Linked DNA regions of Gossypium hirsutum: region 1 is linked to region 2. Evidence: chromatin contacts called from public Hi-C data. All regions are on one chromosome and are shown on one strand. The core of a region is the stretch at or near the end of the contact, and the rest is flanking DNA. Distances in the headings are between cores, read along the strand shown.

Region 1 (5,602 bases), core at 2,177-4,676, 570 kb after region 2:
ACATCAATACATCTTCCAATACCTACTTCTAGTCGATTTGCAATTGTTTTTGCCACCATTTTATAAAAAACTGAGCACAAACTAATGGGTCTGAAATTAGCTAGGCTAGTGGGATTAGGAATTTTTGGAATCAACACGATCTCTGTTTGATTAAAAGGTCCAAAATTTTCCCCATTATTTAGAATTCCCAAACAAAAGTTAGAAATTTCCTTACCTACAATGTGCCAATACTTCTAAAAGAAAATTACTGGAAAACCATTACGTCCTGATGCTTTAGTGGGTCCCATTCCTTTCAGAGCCTCATAGACTTCTTCTATTGTGTATTTTCACATCAGAATTCTGTTGATTCCTATCGGAATATTACTTTTAATGCCCGTTAGAAGATAAAAAGGGTCTCCTACTCCATTTGACGTGAATAACTTCTGAAAGTACATAGTAGTAGCTTCATTAATCTTAGTAACTTCGGTAATCTCTCCTCCTCCATCAAGTTCTAACTTTGATATGGTATTAATGTTTCTTCGATATGTGGCAAACCTATGAAAGAAAGTCGAATTCCTATCTCCTGCTTTAAGCGAATTTGCCCTTGCCCTTTGTTCTCAGTGAATTTCATCTTTATCAATTTCCATATTCAGGTGGATTTTGGTATCAATGACTTTTGCCATTGTGTCGTCAGTCCTTTCTTACACCATTAACGTATCAAGTTGCTTTGTAAGCTTTTTCTTCAATCCCTCTCGCCGTTCTTTTATTGATTTTGCCCATATTTTTAAGTTTGCTTGTAGTCTTTTGAGTTTTTCAGCAACTATACCTATTCCTGACTCCTAAGATTCTTTAACTACTTCCTCAATAGTTTCCTCCATGAGCCACCACTCCTCGAATTTAAATTTTGAATTGCCCTTATAAGAATTTCTACATTTTGTGTTTATAAGAAGTGGGCAATAGTCAGACATTGAGTGTGTTAGGTGTTTGATGTTACATGTTGAAAATAATTGCCTCCATTTGTCATTTGCCACTCCGCTGTCAAGTCTTTCTCTAGTGTTTGTCTCTGGTAAATTTCCTCTTTCCCAAGTAAACCAAACCCCCAAATATCCCAAGTCTTCTAGTAGGCATTATTCTAAAGCCTCTCGAAAGGCCTCCATTCTACTCTCTTCCCTAGGTTCACCCCCACATTTTTCATAAGAATACATGATCTCATTAAAATCACCACTTACCAACCATGGATGACTTCTGTCTTGCCCCAATTTCTTTAGCAGATTCCACGTAGCACTGCTATTATTAACATAGGGCAAACCATAGAACCTCGTGAACCTCCATTCTGCTTCATCATTGTCTTCTTTAACCATAATATCAATATGATTCCTAGAATAACTTTGTAAGCTTATTTCAGTGTCTCCTTTCCATGCTAAACATAGTCCTCCTAGCGAACTCTCTGTTTCAATATCAATTCCATTAATAAAACTATATCTTCTTCTGAGTTTTTCCATGCGTTGCTTATCTAGCTTTGTCTCCATTAAGAAGACCATCTGGGGATTGTGCTGTTTTAGGAAAAAACACAGCCTCCTTACTGTCCATGGACTTCCCAATCCACAAACATTCCAACTAATGATTTTCATTGTGTTCGGTCAGCTTGCCTCTTGGTAGCCGCCGATCTCAATAAATTTTGTATTTCCAATTGCTCAGAACTGTCTAACATCACTTTTGAGAAGGCTCTATCACAGCTTTCGACATCATCTTTTTTTAATCTTTTAGTTCCGTCCACCTCAACATCTCTCTTGTCAATCCTTGCAAGATCTCATTCTGGGGACTTCTTCTTTCCCACACTATTCTCAGCCTTTGTTTGTATCACCGTGGCCATTGGTTTTATTCTTTTCCAGCTTGTTTTCTTTTCATGGTTTACGTTTTTACACTCTTGTACCTTGCTGCTATTTGCCTTCTTAGCCTCTTCTAACCCAAATATGCTTCCCTGCTCATTTATCATCTCTTTCCCTCCCATCAATTCCATATACTCCTGTACTTCCCGAATCTCGTTATTCTATTTTTCCATTATCTTAGAATTTTCTATCAACACTACTTTTCCTCCTGTGTAAGAGCTTTGAACCCCCACCTTCTTCGTCATAGCATTAAGTTTCATACTTTCTTTTCCAACTAATTTTGATTCTGCTTTTAAAGCCAACGAATAAGGTGGATCAATACTAATTTTTCTTTTTCTTGCAGGTATTATTTGAGTGCAATCTGTTATCCCGTGCCCCATTCTTCCACATCCAAAACAAAATGTCGGTAGATTATCGTACTTAAAAGGAACCCACGTTTTATTAACATTAATACTAGAGACAAAAATACCTCGGCGTAGTGGTTTCCGAACATCCAAATTGATTCTGAGTCGACAGCAAGCATCGTTAATTTCAAATCTGATAACCCCCCAAACGTAACACCAATTGCATGCAAGGGATCTTTCTTATCAAATTCTGGTAAATACGAATCAATTTTTATCCAAAGCGGTGAAGAATTTAGACTAATTTGATCTCTTTCCACCTCCTAAACTAAATTTAGACTAATTTGATCTCTTTCCACCTCCTAAACTAACCTATTGAATAAAATAATACTTTTACGGAAAAGCCAATGTCTCCCCTCCATAATCGTCTCCAGATCTTCCAAATCAAACACTATCAAAAATAGATTTTGCCCCACCCGCTGGATCTCAAACTTTTTCCTTGTCTTCCATATACTTTTCATTTGTGCCCTAAAGCTTTCTGGGTTGTAAAGCTTTTCTGTCCAAACTGTGCATATCAGCGTTGGTTTAGAATTTGGTACCACCACCGACCCCTTGACTGATAATTGGATGAGTTCTTCTGCTAGGAGAGAGATCTCATCCCTCCCCTCTCTATTCTCACCACCGCTTTCCTCTATCCCAAGCCGCAGTAACTATTTTCTCTAGGACTCTACGTAAAGCACTCTTGGGAGCAGAAAGAGATTTTTAGTTTCGTGGGATGGGTCAATTTTTTTTAATTAACCTTAAAAGTTACACTTACTTTCAAATTAACAAATTGTGAAAAAGGAAATTTTAGTTTGTCTAAAAATTGAGATCTGCTTCAAACATAAACTGAAAATTTTGAGAATCAAACCTTTAGAAATGTCTATTTCTAACTATTTTTAGAATCAGACTGGATCAGTTGGTTGGATTGAGGATCAGTTAAAGTATCGATCTGAATAAAACATTAAATCAATTAACCCACAAACTGATTGAAAGATGCAAACTCGTTTTATATCATGTTTTTATTATTATACTTTATTGTTTTATTGTATTTTATGCAAAAAAATATTGTAATTTAAATTTATTGCATTTTATGAAATATTAAGTACAGTGATAAGACACATTATATTCTTAATAAGAGAACACATGTTTAAACTTTAAAAAGGACATTATTATAAGGGGCATCCTAAACATAAAGCATAAAACAAACATGAAAATATTAAAATGAAATTAACGATTCTTTATTAGGGAAGCCCAAATTACGCAGCCCAAAACCCAAAGCACGCCTGGGAAACGTTTATCTCAGTGCATCCTACCTAATCAATCAATCCTCCATTACCTAAACTCCAGCCGCTTCCGTGATTCTTCTTATCAATCATTTCCATGAATGGATCCTCCATCATCGCCACCATCAGAACCTCCACGATGAGAACGCCGGCGGCTATTATGAAACATGTTGAGTCCTTCCATTTCCGCTGCTTCCTCCTCACCAAACCCTTCTCGTCATTCCCTTCATCTCTTCCCATAGACCCTGAGCCACCCGATCACGATCTCCCTTTGCTCCTTCACTCCATTCTCTCCAAACCCAATTGGCAAAAGCACCCTTCCCTCCCTAAACTCCTCCCTTCCATTTCCCCTTCCCATGTCCATTCCCTCTTCTCCCTCAACCCTTATCTTCTCCCCCAAACTGCTCTCGATTTCTCCTATTGGATCTCCCAGAAACCCACTTTCAAACACTCTGTTTATTCCTATTCTGCCCTTTTGAACATCCTTGTTGCTTACAAGTTCTTCGGCCCTGCTGACAAAATACGCCTCGCCATGATCAAATCCTCCGCTTCCATCCACGAATCCCGGTTCGTTTTTGAATTAATAATGGAAATGAATAAGAATGAGCAACTTCATTCCTGTTTTAAGCTTTCCCTTAGATCCTACAATTTTTTGTTGATGTCGTTATCGAAATTCTTGATGATTGATGAAATGAAATCCGTTTATAGTGAGATGTTGAACAATAGGGTTTCACCCAATATTTTTACTTGGAATACTATGGTTAATGGTTATTGTAAGATTGGGAATGTGGTTGAGGCTCAACGCTATGTCACTAAAATCGTCCAAGCGGGATTAAATCCCGATACCTTTACTTATACTTCGTTAATATTGGGGCATTGTAGGAATAAGGATGTAGATAGCGCATTTAGGATTTTTAGAATGATGCCAAGTAAGGGTTGTCGAAGAAATGAGGTTTCGTATACGAATCTTATTCACGGTCTATGTGAGGCTGAACGGGTTGATGAGGCTATTAAGTTGTTTGAGGCGATGGGGGAGGATTTTTGTTATCCTACGGTTCGTACATACACTGTGATTATTTTTGGATTGTGTGAAACCGGGAGGAAGCCAGAAGGAATAAAATTGTTCAAGGAAATGTCACAGAAAGGGTGTGAGCCGAATGCTCATACTTATACAGTAATCATTGATAGCTTATGTAAAGACAATAAGGTTGATGAGGCAAGGGAAATGGTAGGTAGGATGTTAGGGAAAGGGCTGGTTCCAAGTGTGGTCACCTACAATGCTTTGATTGATGGATACTGCAAACATGGAGCAATGGAGGCTGCATTGGAAGTTTTGGGTACGATGGAGTCTAATAATTGTTTTCCCAATGAGCGAACCTATAATGAATTGATAGCTGGGTTTTGTAAGAAGAATGTTCACAAGGCAATGGCATTTCTTGATAAGATGCTTGAACTTAAGCTGGTACCTAATGTGGTCACATATAATTCATTAATTCATGGGCAATGTAAAATGGGGCAGTTGGATAATGCCTTTAGGCTGCTTGAGATGATGAAGGAGAATGGTTTGGTTCCTGACCAATGGACTTACAGTGTTCTTATTGACTCCCTTTGTAAAGTTGATAGGATAGAAGAAGCTCGTAATCTCTTTGACTCTCTCAAGGAGAAAAGCTTAAAAGCAAATGAAGTTATATATACTGCTTTGATTGATGGATACTGCAAGGTTGGGAAAATTGAAGATGCTAATTATTTGCTTGATAGAATGATTAATCAGGGCTGCTTGCCAAACTCATGCACTTACAATGCCATTATAGATGGGTTGTGCAACATGAAAAATATGAAGGAAGCATTGTCGACGGTGAAAAAGATGGCAGGGATGGGTGTGAAGCCTACGGTAGATACCTATACAATTTTCATCAAATGGATGCTTAAAGAAGGTGACTTCGATCATGCGCATGGGAATCTTGATCAACTAATTTCCTCAGGATGTCAACCTGATGTATTAACCTATACTGCTTTTATTCGTGCATATTGTGGTTCAGGGAGACTAAAAGAAGCAGAGGATATGATG
Region 2 (6,211 bases), core at 1,392-3,891:
AAAAATCAATCATGAATTAATGATCTACAACTAGTTTTACAGCCCGAACGGGAATGGAAACAAGAGAATGACAAGCAATATCACAAATTACATCCACAACTTGCTTTCGAACATTTTCATCATAGTCTAAATGCCGATCACATAGGGCAGCTAGAAAATTTAGAACAATGTCAAAATTAGCGAACTAACATAAATAACTATATATTTTGAGAAAAGAAAAATCAAAAGAAAATCACAGATTATTTAAGGAGCCTCAGGTCTAGAGGGATCTGACAACAGACAGATCTTAACATGTTCGAGGACAGACATTCTAACATCGACAACTCTACCAGTCAACCTCATAAAAAATTCTGAAAATATTGGCTGAGATGCTTCACATATATTAGCACCAGGCAGAGCAAAAAGGGATCCAACCAATCTCACAGCTCTCAAACGAGTGTCTAATAGATCAACCTGCATATATTGGAATTTATAATTTATAAACCTCAGAAACTGTCAATCAACTCCAACCATCTTTGAACTCATTTTCCAAAATTAAGACTAAACTATGACAAATCCATAATAAGAAGGACAGAAAAAGAAAAAGCCCTCATTTTCGCAAAGGCTGAACCTAAACTCTCCAAAACCACAAACATTTCATCCTCAAAAAGATTATAAGAATTATTTTAGAATATACAAAAATTATCAAAAACAACAAATAAATATGTCTTCACATGGACGACAAAATCTTAAAGCAGTTAAGTAATTAGTAGAAATGAAAAAGAATTTTTGTGTTCATACCAACAGCTCTCCTGTGAGGTATGGAACAACTCTTGACAGTTACTAAGGAGCACAATGATAAATGCCATAGATAACTTCATGATAGTCAATTTCACTTTTTATTAATTGATTATATCCAGACATCACTGAAATAAGAATCTGTTTTATACCAGCTTCAAGTTTTTCTGAACACTGCTCTATGACATTCATAGCAAGTCTCTTGGCAGCTTGAGTAACACCTCGAGATTATAGATTCCAGAAATCAATTTCCTTCAGAATTATAATTCCTGGGGGATAAGTATAAGCAGCCATATAATTTGTAAGCAATAAGCTAATAGGAAATATGAAATTCTTACACTTTTATTACGACCTAATGTAGACAATATAACAAGTAAAAGATCATCTCGAACATCTTCACTCTCTTCTAACACCACAATCATGATTGTTTGCATAGCTGATAAAACACTTTCTGGATGATCATCCCTGCAATATGTAGTTAACATCAATCCTCCAGTCCAAGATAATTCAAAACATACAGGAAAAGGATTTAAACAACATGCAGATTCTTACTATAAAAGCAACTTAAGGGAAGATGGAACTTTCAAGTACCAACCCAACCACAAGATAGACATGCACACACAAATAGATATGCTCAAGGTACTACAATGAACAAAAAGAGGTTGCAGGCATATCTTAGCCACTGCACTAAAGTGAAATACTAAGACCAATATCATATTGTACTATAAAGCCATTTCAAAATTCTACATTCAACAAAAATAAAAGCACTCATGTTACATGCAACACATACTTTTTGGTAAGCAGAACCGATGAGTAAACGGTTCTTGACATTAAATAAATAATGGAATAAAACATACCTTACAACAGAAAAAAATGTACTGAACATTTCATTAACCAAATCATCAGATTCAAGATCCAACATCACAACACATGATCTATATTTCACAAGAGTGTCCAAAATTTCAACTATCCTTCTAAATGATGGACCATCGGTGTCGCTCAAACCATTGAAAGTGCCAACAATCAAGTTAAAAATATCCTGTTAGGAAAAATCCCAGAACTTCTCATCAAATCCAAAAGCTCCAACCCTTTATTAGCAAGGCCAAACCTACAATACCCACGAACCAAAATCCCAAAACTAAACTCATTCGGCAAGCAACCTTTCTCAGGCATTTTATCAAACAACTATCGGGCAAGCAATTTGAGACTAGCAAATACTAACAATATTCAGAAGCACAATAATAAAATGTATTTATCACCCAATGTCGGGGTAGGATCGCATTCACTCATTGCAGCTTTTTCTTCTATTTTCTCTTTTCTACATCCAAAAAATTTTGCAACAAAAATTAGCATATATATGCTTCAAATAGGAAAGGTCAAAAGAACTGCATGGTGTTTCTGCATCAGAAACTTGTGGTACTTGGCAAAAATAGGTTAGCACTGCAAACGTGAAAACAAAAAAGAATGATGTTTAATAACTAACCCTTCTTCACATGCATTGCTCTCTGCTAAAATAGCTAGCAATGCTTACACGACATGCAGTGAATATGAAAAGGTGATTTTCTCCAGTTCCTCGAAAAAAGGTTTCTAATAACTTGGGTTTTGTTTGGATACCAAGAAAGTACAGTAGGCAAGACTCTTGAGGAAATAAGCGAAAGCGAAAACGTATATATACGAGTATAGGATTTGGATGAATGCAGCGTGTAATAGCCCAAATTTGCCCGGCCCACATACAGCCCACATACAGTTCCAAAATTAAAAAACTGAATAAAAAATAATAAATGTCCACAGTCCAAAATCAACCCAATACAATGGCCCAAATGCTTAAATGCTAACCCACTAAGGCCCATTAAAATATAAACCCAATTTGCCTAGACCTTAGCCCAACCACGAAGCGGCCCAATGCAAAACCAGAAGCTGAAACCCTAGCAGCTTCCAGCGCCGTTCTCCCCAACCACGCACACCTCCGTACGAGCACGCCTCTCCCCACGTACGTGCCACGTTTGCGCCACCGTACCCGTACCTGCAGCAAACGACAACAAACGCAACAGAAAAGGAACAACAATAGGCCAACAGAGAGGAGAAGAGATTTCTTTTTATGTTTTTTATTTCGGCTATAAAGGCCGATTTAAAAAAATCTGTAAAAAGAGGGGAGAGGAACGAATGTAAAAAGTAGAGAGATTGAATGTAAAAAAAAGCATTCAAAGAAATCAAAAACACAAAAACAATAATTTCAAAAAGTGGTTGGCCTTCGCATTCTTATTTCATTTTTCATTGTTTTCTTCTGTTTTTTTTTCGTATCGACGCTTATCTCTTTCAGTAAGAAGGGTGAAAACGAAAGGAAAAGGGCTTAGAACTCATACCTAGGGTTGGTGCGTCATCGAATCCCCCCTTCATTCGGATTGGAGTTGAATGGATGGGGGGCTTTCGATTTTTTGGATGCGGCACAGAAAGGATGGTTTTAAGGTTACTTAGGTTTAGTTTTTTTTAGTTTAATACAGATTATTGAAACGACACCGTTTGAGCCTTGCTTCAATGGCACCAAAACGGTGTCGTATTGAGCCATAATTCGATGAACCGTTCCGATTGTAGCTTGACCCGCGTGTTTTGGTAGGGGAGGGTTATTTGCACTCCAGGTCCTCATTGTTTGTGTTTGGTTTCAATCTAGTTTATGTTGCTTCTTTAAATCGGGCTGCATAATTTGTCACTGACTCCATTTTAGTCCATTTGCAGTGTTGCGTTTTACTGGGCAAGGAATATTTCCTATTTTAGTCCCTATATTATTCGCGCTTTGTAATTTGGTCTTTTCCCTTTTATTTATTTCAGATTTACCCCTAAATTTCTGTTCTAATTCCAAATTAGCCCATTGTTTTATTAATTAGTTTAATATTAATTTATTATTATTATTTGTTATTGTTATTGACATTATTGTTATATTTGGTTACATTTTCGGTTACTTATTTTTTACATATATATATTACTTTATTATGCACTATTATTTTAAATTCTTTTATCTTATTATTATCATACATTATTATTTTAACTTTGTGATGAATTATTCTTTCTTTATTAATCCAATATTTTTAATAACTTTTATTTTATAATATACTTTTAAAAACCCTATTTTATATATTCTGTTTATTTCAAATTCTTTATATATATATTATTATGTATATATTATCATCTTTATTTTTTTTCTCTCATGTATTACTTATTTAAATTAATATATGTATATAATTTTATGTATTTTGATATAATATTTATTTTTAAATTTATTGGGATACTATTATTGTATGAAGTATTTGTTTTTAACTATATTTTTGATTTATTTCAAACTTTCATGTATATATATATTATTTTAAACTTATTTTAATATATAATTTCCCTTCTTTTCATATTGCTTTTTTTTGTTATTTAAGAACTTGTTACATTTTATTTAATTCGCTTGTTACTTTTTTAAGATTAACTTGTTAATTCATTTTACTTGCTGATATGGATGTTAGTATATGCATAGTGTAGGGTATAAAATTGTTGCTCTTACGTATATGATATTGTTTATTCATATATATCAAATCTTTGTTATTCATTAATGTATGCTTTAGTTTACAAATTATCATTTCGCGTTGTACATTATTATTCAATTGTTTTTTTTGTTTATTCAAAAGATTACAAATGTCAAATTTATCTCATACAAAAGTTTTCAAAAATAATGCAATACTCGTGATACGAGTTACAAAAGCCCAAATTCTTGAAGGCGAGGCCCAATAAGCAAATTCCCAGCCCAATCAAGAAATCCATACATACTTAGTTGAAAATTAGACCAAATTGTCAAAGTGGCCCAAGTTGTAAAGTTTTATTTTTATTTTTATTTATTTATTTACTTAGTTTAAATTTTTATGTAAATATTCAGTCCAAGAGTCCCAAATAAAGACCTTTGACCGAATTTCCATATTAAAATAATTAGGTGTTTTTTTATTTTAGTTTTCTAATTAGATTAGGACTAGTTATAAGGCATATTTAAAGGCATGGCTGGCCACCTTGTAAAGAACTTCTCAATTATATCAAAAATTTCAGATTTGTTTAAGTGCAGAATTCTGTTTGAGTTTTTCTCCAAGAATTCTCCCTTGGGTTTTCTTTAGAAGTTGTTTTAACAATCTTTTGATTGTGGGAACCATCTTCAGCCTTCTTCTTGCCATTGATATTCTTTGGAGGGGATATTAGAGCCGTTTGAACGGAGTTGTGAGATCTTTCGGGATTTCAAGGCTTCTTAGGACTTATCTTTTAATTTTTTGCTGTCAATTCTTTCTTATTTCTGCTTGTGCTGAATCTTTATCTAATTTATTTTCTGTTCTTATTATGTTTTCAGCCTTTTTCTATCTTAAGGAATCAGCCCAAAAATCCCCAATTTCTACGGTTCTTCCATACTCTTTTTGGGTGAAATTAGATTGTCGAAATTTGGGGAAAACTATCTTGGTGTTCAATTGGGCAGAATCGCAATCTCCTTTAGGGTTTCAAAAACCCTTATTAACACTTATTTCTATTCTCAATTTGATTCTTTGCTGATTTGGGGATTTTATTTCAGATCTGGAAATTCAAAGTTCTAATCTTTTAATTTTCTGTTTTGTTTCAGATCTGATTGTTTAGGGTTTTCGTAGGAGTTTCTCGTGACTTGGCAACTCGATCTTGGTCCGCGCGCATTCCTCTATCAACTCGGCATTTGGGATCTTCCAAAAGATTGAGCCCTAACGTATTGGGTTCCAATTTTCCTCGTTGAATCTAAATAATCGAGGATATGCTTTAATCAAAACCATAAAAACTCATTCTCGAGAATTTGATACGTCGTGCCCTAATGTATTGGATATGACATGTCGTTTTCTCGAAATGAAGATCTTTAAAAAGTAATAAGGGCAATATTTAATGCTTGGGATTTTGAGAAATTGTGCCCTAACGTATTAGGCTTCGATTTTTCATCTGACTTAAAGCAATTGAATATCCTTCTTAAACTTCACCATAGGAGTTTTGAAAATCGAAAGACAAGCTTATTCTCAAGGACTAAAAATGTCGTGCCCTAATGTATTGGGTGTGACATTTTATTACTCTGAGACAAGGAGGTCTTTAGTATTCGCATCGATTTATCCAAGCATCTTTTATAAAATTAACATTAATAAAGAAGGAAGGATCGTATTTTAAAATCTTTTCAAATTCCCGACACTAAGAGATTAAACAATCAATTTGGTACCAATTTTGGGCGTTACGAGGGTGCTAACCCTTCCTCGTGCGTAACCGACTCCCGAACCTGTTTTTTTAAATTTTGCAGGCCAAAATCATTTTCAAGGTGATCCGATCACCCCTCAATAAAAGATCGGTGGCGACTCCTAGAATTTTCATTTTTTAAAAGTCGATTTCTGTTGTTTTTTTAAATAAAAACGGTTTC

What was found. A called contact is a pair of places that touch in the nucleus more often than the background predicts.
Region 1: a contact with region 2 is called in a Hi-C map of leaf, with 2.3 times the contacts expected there. The contact joins the promoter of LOC107945421 here to the promoter of LOC121224078 in region 2. A contact is called at or near these places in 2 of 34 Hi-C or Micro-C datasets (both in leaf).

The regions. Positions count from the first base shown.
Region 1 is chrD12:21,040,248-21,045,849 of Gossypium_hirsutum_v2.1, forward strand. LOC107945421 (pentatricopeptide repeat-containing protein At5g65560) reads left to right here and starts at 3,427. Exons shown (of 4, transcript XM_041108543.1): 1 at 3,427-5,602. The coding sequence starts at 3,632.
Region 2 is chrD12:20,473,638-20,479,848 of Gossypium_hirsutum_v2.1, forward strand. It overlaps LOC121224078, which reads right to left and starts at 2,642. Exons shown (of 4, transcript XR_005921545.1): 1 at 2,261-2,642; 2 at 2,000-2,095; 3 at 930-1,242; 4 at 1-453. It also overlaps the pseudogene LOC121224524.